Regions from separate parts of the Capsicum annuum genome. Here region 1 is linked to region 2. Evidence: chromatin contacts called from public Hi-C data. All regions are on one chromosome and are shown on one strand. Each heading gives the region's core, a stretch centred on a gene start, on an enhancer-like site or on the middle of the called end of the contact. The rest is flanking DNA. Distances are from core to core; before and after follow the strand shown. Region 1 overlaps LOC107871060 (DNA-directed RNA polymerase III subunit RPC4). Region 2 holds the start of LOC107871063 (leucine-rich repeat receptor-like protein kinase TDR).

Evidence for each region. A called contact is a pair of places that touch in the nucleus more often than the background predicts.
Region 1: a Hi-C map of leaf shows a contact between it and region 2, with 2.7 times the contacts expected there. The contact joins the enhancer-like site here to the promoter of LOC107871063 in region 2. A contact is called at or near these places in 3 of 5 Hi-C or Micro-C datasets (bud, leaf and placenta).

What each region holds. Positions count from the first base shown.
Region 1 is chr5:193,565,581-193,571,216 of UCD10Xv1.1, forward strand. It overlaps LOC107871060 (DNA-directed RNA polymerase III subunit RPC4), which reads right to left. Exons shown (of 9, transcript XM_016717855.2): 5 at 4,004-4,242; 6 at 3,716-3,779; 7 at 2,779-2,870; 8 at 2,282-2,647; 9 at 1,368-1,686. The coding sequence ends at 1,540. Among protein-coding and RNA genes, the nearest start is that of LOC107871061, 4.6 kb to the right of the region's middle. Within about 2 kb of position 1,576, at least 2 of the 5 cell types and tissues checked have an H3K27ac peak or open chromatin away from gene starts, as enhancers often do. A contact at or near this core is called in bud and leaf, where this site is marked.
Region 2 is chr5:193,336,144-193,341,962 of UCD10Xv1.1, forward strand. LOC107871063 (leucine-rich repeat receptor-like protein kinase TDR) reads right to left here and starts at 3,274. Exons shown (of 3, transcript XM_016717862.2): 1 at 888-3,274; 2 at 1-7. The coding sequence starts at 3,057.

The DNA.
Region 1 (5,636 bases), core at 326-2,825, 230 kb after region 2:
ATGGGAGCCCAACATCGGTGAACAAAGAGCCGGAACTGGAATGGATTTGGCTCTGATACCATGTCAATTTTGCTGAATGTTCTCTCAAGTTGAGAATTCTGTCATTAAATAGAAAGAATTCTCCTTGTACATCCCTAACTGTTACATCTCGAAGAATATCTCCTATATCTAAGTATTAAAAACTATTTACACAAATCTTTACAGAGATTACATATTTATAACTGAAATATGTCCAGATATTCCTAACTGAAATCTGTCTGGATAGTTGAACAGATATGATTTGTCTATTATCATAACACTAATCACGTATATTCCTTCAAAGTTTCAAATCGTCGCCTTTTCTATAGCTACACAATTTAACTTGTAACTAGTAGCCGAGGCAAAAAATTAAAAACAGAAATTCAAATAAAAAATAATGTCACACTTAAAGTAAAAACCTATGTCAAGAAAATCAATAAATATATAGTGTATAATATTATTTATTCTTTTAGCATGATGCAATATTTTGGATAAAGCGAATTTAGATTCAACTGAACATCTTTTGCAAAAGTGCAAACGATAGCTCTACCACTATTTGCAACGATCCACTGTATCAATTCACTCTTATCCTCAAGGGCATTAATGTGGCAACAAAAAATATACCTACGTGATCGAACGGGAAAAATTAGATGTAGTTGTTGAAATTTAAGTATCCATTTAGCCATAAAAATTATGAAATGTCGAGATTGGTGGCAATGAAAGATACACCTGATTTTTTAGGATATAATTAGTGAAGGTGAAATTGGTGGATAGTGGGATAGTCAATGAGGCAAGGATTGCTGGCTGTCCGGGGGTGGAATGGAGAAAATAAAGTCAAAAGAGGATTTATGAAACTTATTTTTTTTACTTCCACCTGGGAAATTTTTGCTTTTAATGAACTAGTTTTCTTAGAAAAAATATTTCGACTAACCAAATAATGGAAAAAGAAAAAAAAAAAAAAAAAAAAGGATTCATACCAAACACATCCAAAGAGTGTTATTCTCTTCTTTGTGAGTGAAATGTTGACCAATTAATTAAGTCAATTGAATTGTTTAGTTTATGGATCGGTTTGAGCAGTTTACAAGCAAATCAATCACAATTTTCTCAATTTACCAACACCGCAAAGTTCTTAGATAACAAACTATAAAACATACTCTATGTAATCCCACAATTGAGCGTGGGAAGGATAAGATGTATATAGACAGTACTCCTACCTTTGTGGAGTAGAAAAGTTGTTTCTAATAGACACTCAACTCAAAAAAAAGTTTAATCAAAGCAGTGTAGAAAGAAAGCAAATAAACAATGGGATAAAATAACAAGGTGAACAAAGCAAAGAAGCAACACAGTAGTAAAAAATGAAGAAAAAGATATTTTTCATATCCAGACTCAAACCTGAAACCTATCCCACCACAACCTCTGGTGGTCGCAAAGTTCTTAGATATGCACAAGATATTAAGTCAAATCCTCTATACAGGAAAGTCAGAAGATCCTCTGAATATAGAAATTGAAGAGCTATTAACTCTACTTAATCATCTTGTCCAAGAGGAAATCAACATCAGGAGTGACAACAGCCCGCTTTCCGAGTTCTCCCAGCTGGCAACACTGCTTCTCAGCAGTATTGATTGCAACAACATCTTGAGCAAAAGAGCATTCTACACCAGGAGAAACCTGCAAATAGTTTCTTGATGTTAGAGGAGTTTCATATTGCAAGCTACTGCATATGGATAAGTATATGCTGGAGACCTGAAAAATGTTTGGAAAGCCAAGGGGTAATAATCTGAACAGCAGGAATATTATGATGAATATATTTGCGTAAAACTGCAGGTCTATTTTCCATTAAAAGGGCACAGATCACTTTGCTACGTCAAACTTAAAACGCGAGGTACATGAAAATTGATTCATTACCAAAGCACCAAACACTATCGAGAAAAAGGCTCAAACTGTGCCACTAGGGGAAGCTTAAGAATTATTTGAACCAAAAGTCTCAGTGGAAATAAGGAAGAAAACAAATGGAACAGATGTGACGCTTGTTCTGCTAAATAAGTTGATTGTTTGCATAAGAAAATGCTATAGCTCGGCCCATTCATGGACAGTTCACATTAAACACTCTGAAGTCCTAATATTTTAACCATTTTGGAAGTGTAATATCTTTAAACTGAGAAGAAGAGCTTATATCAAACTTGCTCAAAGCTTCTTGTTCATATCTCTCATCAAAGGTGCAATTCGATAATTTTTGTCTTAAGCAAGGAAAAGAAGTACTCACATTGTACAAGATGTCTCCAAGCTTTAATTTAACTGTTCCACTCTTGTAAACCAGCATTTTCCCCATGCTTCCCGCAGGTAAATCTTGCAAACTGCCTATATTCTTTGTGGTATTATGTCGTCTAGAGATTGTAGAACTGCCAATTATCTCTTTCCCTTTTGCACTGGCAGGAAGCCTGGGAGCACTGCCAGCAACTTCTTTTCCCTTGAGCACGGGTGATGATAGTTCGGCAGCTTTATCACTTCTATCCCCTGGCAATGTCAAGCCGCCAGCAGTATCCCTACCTCCTGTGCTAGCTGGCCACTTGCCTAGGGGTAAATTAGCAGGAAGCTGAAGAAAAAGAATCTGTACATCATCCTTCTTTTCCTGATGACCAAATATCCATATCAGTAAATCTTTGAGAAGAAAATTTTTTGTTTTCCTATGAATATATTCTTGATTTAAAAAAATGAATATGTTTTTGCATTCAGAATTTGCTGCTTAGAGAAGATACCAACCAGTAAGCCAAGCTCTGAAGCAGCATGAACATTATTTTCATCATACTCTGCATTTGCTGCAGCCTTTCCAAATTCAGCTTCATCTAAAATTTCTACAAGCCACAAACAACAGGAATAAATAAAGATAATGTGAAATCATAGCATAAAACAAGAGAAACGAGCACGAGAGTGATAGCATCTCCTGTAAGACCATATTATTCATACTAATAGGCAGTAGTTGTTGCATCTTAAACCACAATAACTTCCATTCTTTATCATAATTTATCACTAAATAACATACATGATTCGAAGAAAATCTCATGCCCAGAAGCAACCCCACTGGCAACTGACAAGACGGACCAAGCTACACTCTTCCAATTGCAGCAAAATAGTCGGAAATCATAAAGAAAGATAGTAGTGCAGTATTTAAAAAGAGAGAAATACTTCCAACGATAAGTGTACTACACCAGGCTAGTATTAAAGAAAAACTAAAGTTTCTCATCTTCAAAGTGGAGAAAAGTTTAAAAGTGGATAGACACAGGGCTTTGCTTTGGTCTACTGGTAAGAGCACAACGCGTGATGTGCAACTTACGCACGCATCACGGGTTTGAATCCCATGGCAGACAAAAGCATAGTTACTTAAGTGAAGCAGGGTATAGGGGTGGCCTCATTATCCACCGAGTTTCACCCATGCACCATTGGCCCTCGGGGATTTCTCGGTTATAGAAAAAACCAGAAGTGGATATACAATTAACTTTCTGATGAATTCACACTTTATGGTAAAACAAAAGAAGTGTTAGTTTCATATGGTAAAATGAAATGGAAAATATAGGGACAAGCTCTAATTTAGATAAATGACATACTTTTAGGGCACACAAAGGAAAGCAAACTAGTCAATTAGGGGAAAAGGGAGTTGGATTATTTTTGCATAATGATATTCCTGTTTATTCAGAAATACCTGGATCTCCAGCATAAGGTCTTCTCAGAGGAAGAGTGGTAGGATAGTTGCTATGATGGTAATCCTGCCAAAAGCATCAAGAAGCAAAAGGGTCAATCAATGAAAGTCGCTTGCTAAATTGCTCGGACTCTCCAAAAATGTTGCCGCACCCATGTTGGATCCTCCAAGAATGCACTATTTTTGGAGGATCCAACATGCACCGCATGACATTTTTGAAGAGTCTGAACAACATAGTCAGCTTGGGAATTGCCATGCATAAAGAGAAGTGATGACAGGAAAATCCATTACCCATGGTTCTTTATACTCTTTCTTCTTCCTTTTAAGTAAAGAATCTGAATTATTGACTGAAATTTCAGCAAGATCTGATCCAGTACTTGAAGGTAAAGTAGGTAAGGAATCAATGTCCATCTTATCATAAGATTCATCGTCTTTCGGAGTACTATCCGGATTGATAGTGAGTTCTTTAGGCTTTCCAACAGTCCTTGTGGAAGTTGGTGATGCTACTCCATGAGCAAATGCAACCGCAACTGCAGCTTTCATTTGAATGTCAATGCATTTGCATAAGGAAAAAAAACAATCAACCATAAACGATAAGGAATGAGAAAACTGCCAATAACTAATATGATGAATAAACTCTCCAGGTGCATATCTCTATCCAGAAAAGAGGTAATCTAACTTTAGTTTCCTCATTCCAATTTTCTTTCCGTCTCTTAATTTTTTTGAAAATTCAATCCCAAATTTCTTTTAAGTTATCTACCCTTGTGTTACTTACACACGCACAGGTCCCTCTTCTAGGTATCAAGTGTGAACTTTATTATAACATAACATGCTCTACATATGTCATGAATTCTACGAATCATTGCTACCAAATACTTCTCCTCAACGCTTATACACTCAAACCAGTATGTTTCTCGGTAGGAGCCATCCAAATGACAACTTCTTTGCATCTACTATGGATGATGTGTCACTTCTTTAAACCAATGATTGGTTATCAATGTCTGAGCATGAGTCAGATAGTGAATGATGAGAACCTTAGTCTTCTAAAGATTTTTAAAAATTAGAAAATCTAGTTTGACCAAGTGCACAAAACATTCTCCTTCTCAGAAATTTCAAGTAACTTATATAATAGCATTTGCAATCTGCAGCACAGAGATGGGTACAATGAGAACTATCTATCCTATTACAGTAGAAAAGAAAAACAGAAACCTTTCATATACCACAAATCTCACATGAATATTGATTCCAATTGAAGGCCCATAGTTATAGGTCTATCCAACATTGGAACAACATTATTTAGGTTTTAAATAATTTTAAAAAAAAGGGTTTAAGAGCTTTGATCACGATAATCGCAGCCCCACCCTGGAAAAGAATAAAATATAAAGAATTAACACATTGCAGGCCACATTAACAACAGAGGATATGGAAGGTCACTACAAGTCAAGATTGTTGAACTCAAAGTGGACGGCCACAAATGATACGAGAATAATCACGGATATGGAACTTATAAGAGTGCATTTGGATCTGAGACTTGGTGTGTGCAATTGAAGTGTAAAAGATGGCCAAAACACACCACAAACAGTCCACTTATTACACTTGATAGGCGCCTCACCCTTGAGGGGTATTATGGACATTTTAGTCTTCATTTTGTAATAGCTATATAAGGAACATGTTAGGGCTTCTCTAGTTAGTTTTTGATGATATTTGTAAGTCTTGTAAGACTTGAAACCCAAAGTCCTCTCTTCCTTAAGAGGCACAACCGAAACTAGGGCATTATACAAGTGTGGAATCACTTGTGTATTGCATTTGCTTGATACGTTGATGCTTGGGAGGTGGAAGCCGATCTTGTGTCATGTAAGAGAGAGGTTTTTGTTGTGTGTGGTCTTAAGGGTCCAAGAGTGGAATAAGCTCTTGGGTTCTTAAA
Region 2 (5,819 bases), core at 2,024-4,523:
ACTGTACCTATAGACACACAGAGGTGGATTCAGAATGTAATCTTTTAGTATTCAAGGTTCCAACTTCTTTGAAAATATGAGTCCAAAACGTAATATTTACACTAGTGTTTATGAGATTTTGCATTTTTTTTTATTTTCAAGTTCGCAAGCACTATAGATCATGCACTACCTACATGCGGACCCCTTTCTGAGTTCAAATTGGAAATTGTACACTTGTACTTGTAGACAGATGTAGATCTAGAATATAATCTTAGTATTCAAGATTCCAACTCCTTTGAACATAGAGATATTTCACATTTTTATTTTTTCTCTATGTTCAACATAACTAACAATATAGATCACTCACTACCTGCGCACAGACAGTGACGGACCGATGGTATATACTATGGGTGCTTAAGCACCCACTGAATTTCTGATAAACATTATTACTTATGTATAAAATATAGCAATTTTTAAACTAAAAACAGTTGAGCATCCATGATATAAAATTTTTGGATCTGTCACTGTATGCGGACCCCATTTTGAGTTAAAGGTGTAAATTGTACATTATAGCTATAGATAGAGGCAAATCTAAAATATAACCTTAATGAATTTAATGTCAGAGTTATTTGAACTGAGTTCAAAACTTAATATTTATAATAATTTAAAGGCAAGATTTAATCCTTCTCATATTTATAATAATTTAAAGGCAAGATTTAATCCTTCTCATACTTTTGAATTGGAGATTTTTATTGGTATAGTCCACACGACAACTAGTCTAGGTGATGTTAGCATTTGAAAAAATATGTACACCCCCCAATTTTGTATAATTTTCCCACCACATATATTTAAACAAAACATGCGGGTTCAACTGAACTCATTACTAACAATATATATCTGTTCAGTACCTGCAGACCCCATTCCGATGATCTTGTCTGTAGTTGTTATGCTTTCGAGGACATCATCTGCCGTGAAATTTAACCTTTTGAATGCTGTTAACTTCCACGGTCCGATTTCCTTGTCACATGGAAACCTTCGGTTGTACTTCAAGTGGAAACATCGGATGGCCACAATGAGGACGAATAGTACTACTCCGAATGTTGCAGAGGTGATCCAGACTATCAATGCACCATCAGTTTTCTTAGAGTGGTTCGAAAAATCTACTTTTCCATCTTTCAGTTCATCCGTCCTGCACGGATTGTGTATGATTGTACCACAAAGGCCCTGATTTCCTACGAAGGATGAAGGATGGAAAGTTGAGAATATGGACCCTGACGAAGGTAATGGACCAGTGAGTTGATTATATGACACGTTGAAATGTTCCAACGTGCTAGACTTTTCGAAATTTGAAGGGATAGTCCCCGTGAGGAAATTATGTGATAAATCAACGTCTGTTATTGAAGGAATCGCGGAGATTTCCCAGGGAATGATTCCAGTAAGCGAATTTTGCCTAAAATTAAGTGAAATAAGCTTTTCACAATGCTCAATGTCCCATGGAATGCTTCCATTGAGATTGTTTCCTTCGAGTTCGATTTTGTACACATTTTCACACCCTTTGAAATCAGGGATTCTTCCAACAAGGCCACTGTAACTTGCTGAGAAAATCTGTAAACTCGGGGCATTCCAGATATTTTCAGGCAAGCCACAACCAAAAGAATTCTCCGAAATGTTCAAGTACTGCATTTTCGGGGCATTTCCAAAGTCTTTTGGAATTGTACCCGAAAAGTTGTTCTTGCTGATGTCCATGTAGGTGAAATTTGGCAAAAACCCGAATCCTGGTGGAATCGAGCCATTGAGTTTGTTGTCTTGAATTCTCAGCCTGGATAAAGCTGAGCAGTTCGTTAAGGATGAAGGGATCTCACCAGTAAACTCATTCGAGAACAGAATGAGTTTAACCAAGTTGTTGCTGAGGCAAAGATTTGGTGGAATTGGACCAGACAAAGTGTTTGAGGAGACATCAAGTTTTTGCAACTTTGCGTTTGATCCCAACTTTTGTGGCAAAATTCCAGTGAGTGAATTGTTCCAAAGAGCTAGCAATTCGAGATTTGGTAACTCACCAATGCCTTCTGGTATTTCACCAGATATGTTATTGTTCATCAAATACAACATGTTCAGCTCTTTTAACTCTGAAAATCCTGATGGAATTGTCCCTGAGAGATGATTATCCGATAAATCCAGTAATTTCAGCAATGTGAGTTGAGAAAAACTCGAAGGAATTGGACCGATAAAATGGTTCTTGAAAAGAAGTAACGATTCAAGACTTGTTAAATTTCCGAGCTGAATTGGAAATTCACCAGAAAGATTTGCCTGAGAGATATCAAGATAGGACAAATTCGATAGAGAGGAAAATTCAGCAGGTACATTGCCAGTATAATTGTTGTATCCAATTTCAAGATGATCAAGTTGATCTAAGGCACTCAATTCCACTGGAATTTTACCACCAAGTAAATTTCCAGCTAAGTGTAGGAATTTCAACTTCTTGAAATTTCCATAACTCGCAGGGATTTCACCAGAAAAGTAACTGCCACCAAGATTCAGATACTCAAGAATTTGAAGTCTAACAATTTCTACAGGCAACGCGCCTGTAAAACTGTTGCTATAGGCATTTAAGTACGCGAGGGACTTAAGATGAGTTATCCCGAGGGGAAATGTTGAATTAAAAGAGTTGTGACTAATGTCAAGTGTTCTAAGAAATGGAAATTGGAAAATGATTGTTTGTAATGGTCCATCAAATGAATTTCCACTTAAATTTAAGTGGTGTAAGTGTACCAAGTACCTAATTTCTTGTGGAATTTTACCACTAAGATTCCTTCCTGAGAGATTAAGTGTTGTAATTTGACTTGTTTTGTTGTCACATATGATGCCTGACCATGAACACCAAAAGGGTTGTGAACCAAAATTTGAGAAAGTTGTTGTAGGATTCCAATCTTGAAATGTGTTGTTTGGATCTTGAAAAGAGGATTTTAAGGACAAAAGGGAAATGAGTTGAAGAGGAAAATTTGAAGTAGAGAAAACAAGTGAATTTTGTGTGAGAAAGAACAAAATTGTAGTGAGAAAGAGGGGAAGGAAATGGTTCATGGTTATGAGGGTGTAGGAAAGTTTTGGTTAAGAAAAATAGGGTGTGTAAAGATGAATGGTAAATTTAAGGGAAGTAATGTTTTGATGGTTAGAATTTGCTTTTTGTTGTGTGTTGGATACAGAGGGTGTTTCATGATGATTAGTTTCTTGTTTTGTTTTGTTTGGTGTAAAGAGAGAGATGAGGAAAGGAAAAGAAAAAGGTTCATATGTATAATCCCAAGTATTTAACTTTTACTTTAGTAATCTTAATTTATGTAACATATGTTTTTTCATTTTATCGGAAAAAAATACTTTATTTTAATTTATATGAAATTGTTTCACTAGACATAATATTTAAGAAAGAAAAGAATGTTTTTGAAACTTATAATCTAAAGTAAGTTGATGGTATTTGTGTGATAATAACTTATTTTGGGAAGAATTAAATACAGAATTTATAGTTAATTTGTTACTAAATATAGAAAAATAGAGTATCATTCATTTTGGATTGACTAAAAAGAAAAAAGTGACATATAAATTAGCATAAAGAGTGTTATATTTGTATATTTAGAAATTACTTTAAATTTTGTGTTTACTTTTAAAAATGTATAGTTGTATAAATGTTTAAGGCTTATTCAGAGATAACTTTCAAAAAATCTTTCATTTCTTTTTATTGGTGTGTCCAATAAAATAGTGTCACATAAATTAAAATAAAAAATAATCATAAATAGGAAACATCTCTCTCTATATATATATATAAAAGCAAAACTAAATGCAAGACAAGAAGCTACGTGGCATGATATTAAAAAGCCACTTAGCGATTTTTAGGACAAAGTTAAAAAATATTGTAATAAAATTTTTGAATTGAAAAATTAAGTACTTGAATTCGAAAATAATCTCTCTATATATAAAAACAAAACTAAAAGCAAGACAAGAGAAGCAACGTGGCATGATATTAAAAGCCACGTAGAGATTTATAGGACAAAGTTAAAAAATATTGTAATAAAAAATTTGAATTGAAAAATTAAATACTTGAATTTGAAAATAATAATGCAAAAAGGAAAAAAAATCATAATTTAAACTTAAAAATTATTGTTGATGAGTCCTAAATAAACTCTAACTATTACACAATAATAATAATAATTGTTATGAAACAAGAAAGAATAAAGAAGAAAAGTTGAGAGAATAGAGAGAGTAATTCTTATTTCTTCTCTTGAGGGATCTTGATGTGAAATTTACAATGAATGTACCCTTCTATTTATAAGAAAAATTTACTCCTAGTCTGACTAAAAGACAGATGATTCAAATCCTAATAGATATCAAAGTAGATCTTGATAGACATTCACTATAATATAAATACATTTATAACACTCCCCCTTGAATGTTTAATTGGTAGATAATGTGCCTCGTTAAAACCTTACTAAAAAAATTTTAGTGGGAAAAAATCTAGTAAAGGAAAAGAGTACACATCTCTAACCATACGCATAGAGGTTGCCTCATTAAAAACCGAAAACCCAGTAGAACAAAACCTCATAAGAAAAAAAGAGTACAACGCATATTAACTCCCCCTAATGAGAACACTCTTGAACCTTTGCATCCCGATCTTGTGCACCATCTTCTTAAAAGTTATAATTGGAGAAAACTTGGTGAATAAATCAGCCACATTTTCACTTGAATGAATCTGTTGCACGTTGATATCACCAATCTTTTGTAACTCGTGTATGTAGAAAAACTTTGATGAAGTGTGCTTCGTTCGATCTCCTTTTTTGAATTCTCCATTAAGATGTGCTATGCATGATACATTATCTCCGTATAAAATTATGGGTAGATTGCCGTATTTCACACCATATATATATATATATATATATATATATCTTTAGGTGACACATATACCAATGTACCTTTCCTCTTCTTTTTCTATTGTCAATAATTTATAAATTTTTATTTATCTCAAATTTTTTATTATTTGTGTGCTTAACTATTTTTGTTTATACATTCAGTATAGCTATGATAAAATTTTATTCTCGCATTTAATACTAGCAAAGTCATATTTATGTCCTTTTTTATTCGTTTTATTCAAAATACTATCATATTATCAGTATATAAAAGTAAAGAATCTTTACAAATTATATTTTAATATACATTTTTTTATCATAAAAAAATTCTCAATGGATAAAAAGATTTTAGATAATAGTGCTCATCAAATTTCTTTGAATAACTATCAAAATGTGTTGATGCTTTACTTAATTTTTTCTTTAATTATTTTATTGTTATTTATGATTAACATTATATCTATTTTTCATTACAGATATTACTATCATGGATTAAAAAATTATATGTAATTCTCATCAAATTTCTTTGATTAGTTATAAATATATATTGTTCATGGTTAATTTATTTTTAAATTATTTTATTATTATTTATGATTAGTATTATATATATCTCTTGAAATAGATGTACCTACTATGAATGAAAAAATTACAGGTAATGCTCATCAGATTTCTCTGAATAATCGTAAAGGTATGTTCTCATACTTGATTTAATTTTATAGTGATTTTATTATTTTTTGTGATTAATATTATATTTATCTTTTGTCACAAATGTATCTAAGGAAGCTGAAGTTTCCACAAATCTTATGCACATAAATTTCTATAAATTGCGAAATAAATATTTAAGAAATTAGCAAGTACTTTCAAAAGAGATTTAACAGACCATTTGCTTAAAGAATGAATTCAAATATATTTGTATGTGCACAAATATTATTATATCATTTTTATTTGTGTTAA